Regions from separate parts of the Mus musculus genome. Here region 2 is linked to region 1. A link is a contact called in public HiChIP or PLAC-seq data. All regions are on one chromosome and are shown on one strand. Each heading gives the region's core, a stretch centred on a gene start, on an enhancer-like site or on the middle of the called end of the contact. The rest is flanking DNA. Distances are from core to core; before and after follow the strand shown.

Evidence for each region. HiChIP or PLAC-seq counts read pairs in DNA pulled down with a chosen protein or histone mark.
Region 2: a contact with region 1 is called in an H3K4me3 HiChIP or PLAC-seq map of bone marrow-derived macrophages, with 4 times the contacts expected there. The contact joins the enhancer-like site here to the promoter of Dot1l in region 1. A contact is called at or near these places in 8 of 39 promoter capture datasets (the C10 cell line, the HPC-7 cell line, cranial neural crest and 5 more), 2 of 15 datasets of contacts at CTCF or cohesin (CD8 T cells and the NIH/3T3 cell line), 6 of 484 Hi-C or Micro-C datasets (CD8 T cells, the G1E-ER4 cell line, cardiomyocytes and 2 more), 14 of 115 datasets of contacts at active chromatin or transcription factors (the 230-238 cell line, CD8 T cells, the HPC-7 cell line and 9 more) and 1 of 9 other capture datasets (adipose tissue).

What each region holds. Positions count from the first base shown.
Region 1 is chr10:80,752,404-80,756,995 of GRCm38.p6, forward strand. Dot1l (DOT1-like, histone H3 methyltransferase (S. cerevisiae)) reads left to right here and starts at 2,800. Exons shown (of 28, transcript NM_199322.2): 1 at 2,800-3,121. The coding sequence starts at 3,041.
Region 2 is chr10:80,946,956-80,951,153 of GRCm38.p6, forward strand. Gng7 (guanine nucleotide binding protein (G protein), gamma 7) reads right to left here. Exons shown (of 4, transcript NM_010319.3): 4 at 1,669-4,198. Among named protein-coding and RNA genes, the nearest start is that of Gadd45b, 19 kb to the left of the region's middle. Within about 2 kb of position 1,791, at least 104 of the 459 cell types and tissues checked have an H3K27ac peak or open chromatin away from gene starts, as enhancers often do. A contact at or near this core is called in the G1E-ER4 cell line, the NIH/3T3 cell line, bone marrow-derived macrophages and 3 more, where this site is marked.

The DNA.
Region 1 (4,592 bases), core at 1,550-4,049:
ACTACCACTGAAGTTGGGACATTGTCTTGTAGGGAAAGATGAGCCTCACTCTGGACAACACAAGGAGAAAGTAATAGCTACAAGGCACGGAGGAGAGCTCTGTGTAGGAATCCCCTAGAGTGAGTAACAGGATTGGCCTTCTCTCTAAAGGGCATGAGGAAGTAGGTCAGATATAAAGAACGTTCACAGTCTGTCACTGCAGCAGCAGGCTGGGGGGCTGCTGGTCAAGGTCTGCTCTTAGACTAGCTTAGTGGGACAGTATTTGCTCAAGTTCATTTCCTTAATCAAGCAGGAAATAAAGAAAAGAAAAGAAAAGAAAAGAAAAAGAAAAGGCATTCAAGGTCATTCTGGCCTACAGAAGACTGTCCCAAGAACACCACCAGCAACAACCAGCCAAAGCTGAAGCAGAATGGACATGGTGCCTCCAGAGGGCTTTATCTCAGCACTCCACTCGGGAGGCAGAGGCAGGCCGATCTCTGTGAGTTTAAGGCCAGCCTGGGCTACTTATCAACTTTCTTTTGTTTTGTTTTGTTTTGTTTTTTAAAATTTTTTTCCAGACAGGGTTTCTCTGTATAGCCCTGGGTGTCCTGGAACTCACTCTGTAGAGCAGGCTGGCCTCGAATTCAGAAATCCACCTGCCTCTGCCTCCCAAGTGCTGGGATTAAAGATGCATGCCACCACTGCCCTGCACATATCAACTTTCAAAGCTACACAATGATCTCCTCTCAAAAAAAAAAAAAAAAAAAAAAGTAAAACAAGATAACAAAATCAAACGTAGAAGCCGCCGGGTGTGGTGGCACACCCTGTCTCGAAAAACCAAACCAAAAAACAAACAAACAAAAAAACATAGAAGCCAACAAATAAAAACAATAGAGCAATCTAGGAAGAGCCAATGCAGACTTCTGCAAGGAAGGATAATCTCGGCTCAGGCCCAGGCTATCCACCTGCCTCTGCCTGTGTCCCAAGAGCCCTGTGTAACCCATGAGTTACCTGGCAAGTTCAGTTTCTTGACCTGCTTACATCATACCAAGTGTACTGGCTAGTTTTGTGTCAACTTGACAGAGAAAGGAGCTTCAGCTGGGGAAATGCCTCCATGAGATCCAGCTGTAAGGCATTTTCTTTTTTCTTTTTTTTTTTTAATTTATTTTTATTATATGTAAGTACACTGTAGCTGTCTTCAGACACCCCAGAAGAGGGAGTCAGATCTCATTATGGATGGTTGTGAGCCACCATGTGGTTGCTGGGATTTGAACTTCGGACCTTTGGAAGAGCAGTAAGGTGCTCTTACCCACTGAGCCATCTCACCAGCCCATGTAAGGCATTTTCTTAATTAGTGATCAAGGGGGGAGGTCCCCTTGTGAGTGGTGCCATCCCTGGGCTGGTAGTCTTGGGTTCTATAAGAGAGCAAGCTGCAGCCAGGGCTACACAGAGAAACCCTGTCTTGGGAAAAAAATGTATTTAAGAGAGAGAGAGAGAGAGAGAGAGAGAGAGCGCAAGCTGAGCAAGCCAGGGGAAGCAAGCCAGTAAAGAACATCCCTCCATGGCCTCTGCATCAGCTCCTGCTTCCTGACCTGCCTGAGTTCCAGTCCTGACATCCTTTGGTGATTAACAGCAATGTGGAAGTGTAAGGTGAATAAACCCTTTCCTCCCCAACTTGCTTCTTGGTCCTGATGTTTGTGCAGGAATAGAAGCCCTGACTGAGACACCAAGCTACAGAGTCTTTTACCACGTCATTTAGTTTTGGAACGAGGGCTCACTGAGTTGCCCAGGCTGGCCCGGAATTTACTTGGTAGCTCAGCATGGCTTCTAGCTCCGGATCCTTCTTTTGGGGGCTGGCAAGCGCTAGGATGAGGGGTGGGAGCCATCTCCCCTAGATTACATTCACTCCCATGTAGTCAGGAAGAAGAAGCAGCTATCCAGAAGCGGCTGGTGAGCTGGTGACAGCTCACCTCAAGGTAACTTATTCTCAGAAGGTTTTGGGGGGAGGGAACTTAAGTATTAGAAGGATTGGAATGGCCTAAGAAGGAAATAAGTTTGGCTCCTGACTCTGTAAAGTTCTGGGCAGGTCAGAGAATAACATTGCTTTGAACTCTTAATTGAGAGCCTCCGACCTATAGGGTCCAATTTGACTGATGATTTATTAATTAACTTATTGCTCACATCTTTAATCCCAGCTCTCAGGAGGCAGAGGCAGGTGGATTTTGGTAAATTCGAGGTCAGACTGGTCAACAGAATGAGTTCCTGGACAGCCAGGGACACCCTGTCTCAAAAAAAAAAAAAAAAAAAAAAGCATGTAAATAAACAATAAGCAGATAGGCTAGAAAAGTGAAAAAATAGAAAAGCTAAAGAAGGGGAAAAATTGAAAAATGAAAAAAAAAAGAAAGAAAGAAAAAGCCAGAAAAACAGAAAAAGAAAATTGACGGGAAGGGAAGAGAAAGAAAAAGAACAGGAAATGGAAAGAAAAGAAAAAAGCAAAGCAAAGCGAAGGGACGCGAAGCAAGCCTGTGCAACTGGGATTTGAACTTGACCCCGCCTGGTCTCTCTCGCTTTCCTCCGCAGGGTTTCCCCGGGTCCCCGCTTCCGGCTGGCGGCGACGTCGGAGGGCAACCGAGGACGTGCGTGCGCCGCTGCGTGCGTAAGTGCGTGCGTCGGTCGGAGGAGGGCGAGTCCAAGGGGGCGTGGCGTGCGAGGGGTGGCGCGCGCGGCGCGGCGGGCGGAGGCTCTGGGCGCGCACCGCCTCTTGGCTCCCGGCCTCCCCCGCGCGCGCTCGCCGAGTGGTTCCGCCCGACCCCCCGGCTCATTGTGCCTTCTCCTCACGCCGGCCCAAGATGGCGGCGGCTCTAGACGCCCCGGCTCTGTGACTCCTACAAAGAGGGGAGCTGGGGCCACACGGGAGCGGCGGCCGAGGCACAGGCCGGGCCGTCTGTCCTCAGCCGTCCGCCCCGCGTCCGCCCGTGTCCGCCCGCCCGGCTTCCCGCCGGTGGCCCCGCCCCTCCCCCAACCGCCCGCCTAGCATGGTGCGGCGGCCGCGCGCGCCGACATGGGCGAGAAGCTGGAGCTGAGGCTCAAGTCGCCTGTGGGCGCCGAGCCCGCCGTCTACCCGTGGCCGCTGCCGGTCTACGTGAGTGTACTTGCGGAGAACGCGGGGGTAGGAGTCGTGGGGCTCCGCGGCGGCAGCGGCGGCGGCGGCGGGTCCTTGGCCGTTCTCGGCCCGCGCCTGCCGTTGCCCTGACGCGGCCGGTCGCGTTGTCGCCGCCGCCGGCCCGGAGCCCCGCGTCTCCAGCCTTTGAGGACCTGAGTCTGGACCGACCTTGTGGGCAGGGGTGTAGAGACTGAGAAGTCGGGGATTCCTTGCCTTTCGTGGCGACCCCTCATGTTGTCACCTCAAATTGTCACCTCACGTGCCCTCTTCCAGTCATCTGTTTCTTATCCTGATGCCTTCTCCTATTGTCCTCTATGCCCTTTCTCGTTGTCACCTTTTGATGTTCATGGGCAGGTGCTAAAAAGAACCCTAGGAAGTCAGGGGGAGGTTGGCCCTTGGGTTTGGGTTGTCCCCCCACGTTCGTGGAGTGGTAGGAGGGCTCCGAATAGTTGTTTCTTCATGTCAGGGTGCCCGGCTGAAAGAACCTGAGAAGTTAGAGAGGTTGTCATCTCAATTTGTACCTCATGTGTCGTTTGACGTTGGTGGATTGGCCTGGAGGTACATTGGAATGCTGGAGCAGTTGTTTCTTAATGTTGGTGGCATGGCTAGAGGGGACTTAGGGAGTCTGGAGGTTGTCCTCTCATGCTGGTGGGTAGAGCTGGTGCGACTCTGCAAAGCTGGAGGTGTTATCCCTTAAAGTGGAAGTGCCAGAGGCAAGTGGGTTCTGAAGTCCAGGAGGGCCTGCGGAGGTCAGTGTACTGTCCCCTTGTGGCCCTTTGTATGCTTTGAGTAGAAGATACAGCAGTGGGGTTCCCTGGTGCTGCTGAGTTCACATCCTCACTGGGGTCCCAGGGAACATGTGTGTCCTGGGATGCCCTTGCACCTGTCCTCTGCCTCTTCGAATTAGGCAGCCCTGTGTGTCCTTGAACATTCCCACAAGTGTCCACTCAACTCTCCTGAGGTCAGCAAGATGGCTCAGCAACAGTCTTATAATCTGAGTTCCATGTTTGGGACATGGGCAGAAGGGAGAGTACCAACTTCCACAAGTTCTCTGACCTCACTGTGTGCACAGACACAGCCACTCACAAATGTAATAGGAATTTTGAAATATCTGTTTGTGTGTATGCTGGTCATGGTGGCACACACTTTTAATCCTGGCACTTGGCAGAGGCAGGAGGAGTCCTGACCAACCTGGTCTATAGTGTGGGTTCCTGGTTGGTGGTCTGCCTACAAAGAGTCTGAGAAATTGGGGAGGCTTGTCCCTCTTCTTACCACGACTGGAAGGACTGTGGGAAATGGGAAAAGTTGTCCCCTGGTGTTGGTGGAGTCTGAGAGGTTGGGAAGTCCGGGAGGTTGTCTGGTGAGGCTGTCTGGAAGAGCACACTCTTTAGTACGTTCCCTCTCAGAGTTGGCTGTTCTGACTAGCCACCCTTCGCAGGGCAGTTCTGTG
Region 2 (4,198 bases), core at 541-3,040, 190 kb after region 1:
GTTGTAGGCTGCCATGTAACTTGCTGGGAATTGAAACTGGGACCTCTGCAAGAGCAGTCAGTGCTCTTAACTGCCGATCCACCTCGCCAGCACCAGGGACTCATTCTGTAGCTCAAGCTAGCCTTGCACTCCAGATCCTCCTGCCTTGGACACCACCCCCTCCCCATGTGCTGCCCCTGAGTCTTGTGGCTTGATCTGCCTCTTTCACGGGAAAGCTTACACAGAGCCCTTTAGGACCTTTAGGGCCTCTGAGAAGCTGTTCTGGAGGGTGTGTGGGACTGCAGAGCCTATGGGGGTGTGGCCTGTGATTCACTCGCATTAACTTGGTTCAGGGATGCTGCTGCTGCCACTGTCACACACACACCAGACACTTCCATAAAACTGTCTTGTTCTCTCTTTTTTTTCCTCCTGAGCCTTCACTGTCCTGGGAAGGCTGACTCTATTTGGGGGTGGGGGTTGTCACTGATGTCTCACACTGTGACCTCTTATACAGGAGAGCCTTCCACTCACAGAGCAGACAGGGACCCCTGTGCAAAGTGGAGCCTGGAAGCTATCCTCTCCTCCTCCTCCCCTGGGATCCCAGATCGATGCCCAGGTGAGTTTGTCAGGCCATGGTCCCTCAGACGAAACCACAGGCCACAGTAAGTGGTGGCTAAGTCAACAACACACCCTTTCTAGTCGGCTCTCCCTCCCTCCTCGCTGTCCTAGTTCACCCTGAACCTTGGGTCCAATAGATGTCTGCCTCAAACTCAAGTTCTGTGGCAGTCAGGCATGGGGGCTGCTACAAGCCCCAAAGACCACCTTATCTGCACCCTCAGATCTGTGACACGTCATCTCCCAGGGAGGAGAAACTTTACAGAGATCAAGCTGAGGGTCCCGAGCTGGGGGCTGTCCTGGATTATCCAGGACTTGCTGCATCAGTTTGGTCCTCAGAAGGAGGCAGATAGGTGACAGGCAGACAGACTGGAAGATACTGCCCTGCTGGCTCCAAAGGAGGAGGCTGGGGCTTTGAGCCAAGGAATGCAGGGCCTCAGGCTACTGTGAGGGAACAACTGCAGGTTCTTCCTGGACAGTCCCTGCAGGCCTGGACTGCAGCCAAGGGATGCCTGTGTTGAACCTCTGATCGCACAAGTGTTTAGGAATGAAAGGTCTTCTATCTTTTATGGTGCTGGGATTGAACCCAGGGCCTTTGCACATGTAGTGTGAGTTTTCTTTCACTAACCCATGTTCTGAGCCCCTTACTGGGTGACTCTAGGCAGGTAAACAGTGTGCCTGTCTCCAAACAAAACAAAAGGCCAGGGTGGAGCACAGTGGGTGGAGCACTAACCCAGTATGAACAAATACCTGGCTCCCACTCCTAGCACTTTGGGGACCCAACTATGCTGGCCATACTTGTCATCCAGTACTCAGGAGTTACAGGCAGGAAGGTCAGGCTAGCCCACACTGTACAATGAGTTCGAGGCCAGCCTGGACTATGTGAGATGCTTGTCTCAAAATAAAACAGTTCAATGAGCAGACCTACAGTCCACCCGGCCTGAGCCTCACTCCTCCCTCATCCCAGGTGTCCGATGGAGTCCCTGAGGAAGGGGGTGTGGAAGGCTGGCCACTGTCCCTTACATTATCTGAGCCATCCAGGCAAGGGAGAGAAAAATAATTTAGAGTCGAGACAAAAGGAAAATCGAGGCTTTTATTATGGAGGAGTCACTCTCCTGTGACCTCATTCCACACAATAGTAACACTGGGAGAGTGGGCGTGGCACACGGGAAAAAGTTTTTTTTTTAATCAGAAATAAAAACCAACCAGCTTCACAAAGCAGAGGGAAGGGGGAGGAGTCTGAAGGGGTAGGAGCCAGCCCTGGAGCGTGAGGGGGAGGAGCCAGCCCTGAAGTGGGGACGGAAATGGAAAGTGCCATGTGACATCTGGCCAGTGTATATGGCTTCTGTGTAGGATACACCCCCCCATGCCCACCAACCTTCTCCTTAGGTTGGAAGTCCCTCCTGGGTGGCTCAAGCTGCAGCAGGTCTAACAGTTTTGGTTGTTTTATTTTGTTTTTAGACGGTGTCTCTACAACCCTGGCTGTCCTGGAACTCACTCTGTAGATGAGGCTGGCCTCGAATTCACGGAGATCCCCTTGCCTCTGTCTCCCAAGTGTTGGGATTGAAGGTGAGGGCCCCCAATCTTGGCTCCTGATGGCTCTGTTGTGTTCTGGTTTCCCTAAGTATCTCTAAGCTGAGGCAGGGCTCCAGTGGTTAGGAGGGCACACAAGGGCTATTGGGGCCCAAGGTCCATCCTGGATACATCAGCCAAGCACGTCCTACCTTCCTTGGGAACAAGAAGTCACTTTGTCCTTGGCCTGTGAGTCACCTAGGGAGGGAGAACTGGAAGTGTGGGCAGAGATGCAGATTTGAGTTTTTTGTCCCAGAGGAGAGAAACAAAATGCTCCGACCACACACAGGCTGGCCAGGCAGGCATCTGCTGTCGTGATGTGAGAGAGTGAGAGAGTGCACTGAATTTGAGACATGGTCTCATGTAGTCCAGGTTAGCCTTGAGCCCATTATGTAGCTGAGGAAGACCCTGAAGTCCTGATCTGCCTACCCCAGTGCCCGTGCCTGGTTACTTCGAGCTTGGGGTGGAACCCAGCTTTCCAGCATGCTGGGTGGGTGCTCTGCAGCCCTGGTCCCCAGATTTCCAGCTTTCCTTTCTCCTTGCCAGTGTAGCTGGGGACACACATCCTGGGACCTGGTTCCTAGCCTAATGCAAGGTGGCTGTAGTTTGAGGGTGGGGGAAACTGGCTTTTCTGACTCAAGCCAGGTTCTGAGAGTCAGGCTGACCAAAGTTGCTGGCCCTCTCTGACCAGTAATGGGAGCTGATGCACAGAAGCCAGACCCTTGGTCTGTGCTCTCTGGGACCCAGCCCATGGAGGGGGAAGTGGGAGGGGGGCGCTCTTAGCACCTGCAATGCCTCCCCTTAGTCACACCCCAGACTTCTTTTCCTGTTTCCATCAAATGGATTTGGGGGAGCCTGCCACCTTACCTAGGCGGTAGGTCATGCCTAACTGGCTAGAAGATGAGCTAACTGTGCTCACCCCTTTCACTTTGCCCAGGGATCAGCCTGGCCCAGGCTTTTGGCAGCAGATTTCCACCAGGGATACAGGGAACAACTAGACTGGCTTCAGTTCTGCGGTTTGCTCCCATACTGATCTGGCAGGAGAAAGAGGCAGCTGGGGTCTTTCAAATGCTTAGGCTGCCTCTGTGTGTGGCTGCACACCGCATTGGCACACCCAAGTCGTGTCCTCCCTATACCTGCCACTGTCACTGTTACAGACAGAGGGCATGTTTTCTTCAGTCCAATCCAATGCCAGGCATGCAAGCACAAGACCGTCATGTAGGTACTCTGGAGACAGAGGCAGGAAGATCTCCTGTTCCAGGCCAGCCTGGACTCTAGGGCTCTGTTCACAAAATAGAAAGAGAAGAGGCCTGGCTCAGGGGTAGAATGCTGTGGAGAATCTACCAACAAGGGTCTAGGGGCGTGGTCAGGGTGGAGCCCCAGACTACAATCTCCCAGTGAGGGGCTGGGGGAGTGGTCAATGTAGAGCCCCACCTAGAATGCCCCAGTAAGGGGCTGAGGTCGCAGTTCGGGGTGGAGCCCCGCCTAGAGTCCCCAAATCCTCATTGGGGTGTGGTCTGGGTGGAGCCCTGCCTAGAATCCCCCAATCTGGGAGTGCAGACCAGGGCTACAGTCCCCACACTGAGGGGCTTGGATTCTAGCTAGTTACAAAATAGTTTGTCCTAGGAAGGAGGCAGGGGGATCTGGAGCCACAGTCACGATGTGGGACGGAGAACCCCGTCACTCCTCGATCACCTCGAGAGATAACTAATCTGCATTTCTGCCCTCACAACTACCTGGATAACTGTGTAACTGGGAGAAAATGGGGAGCCACCAATGACCACGTGGATCTCAGGCTTAGGAGACAAAATTACACACTCGGTCATACCAGCAAGAGCTTCCTTTGAATGGAGACCCAGATGCCCGTCTCTGGAATGGGCCATGTCTCTGGAGAAATGGCGTCACTGTGTACATGACAGGGCCACTCTGGAAGGACACAGGGCAGCACAGGGTGCATTGTGTGTGCCCCGCGCGGGTGGAGCCAGAGGTCAAGGCTGGGTGTCCTCCTCTGTCTGGAGTTTACTGACAACTA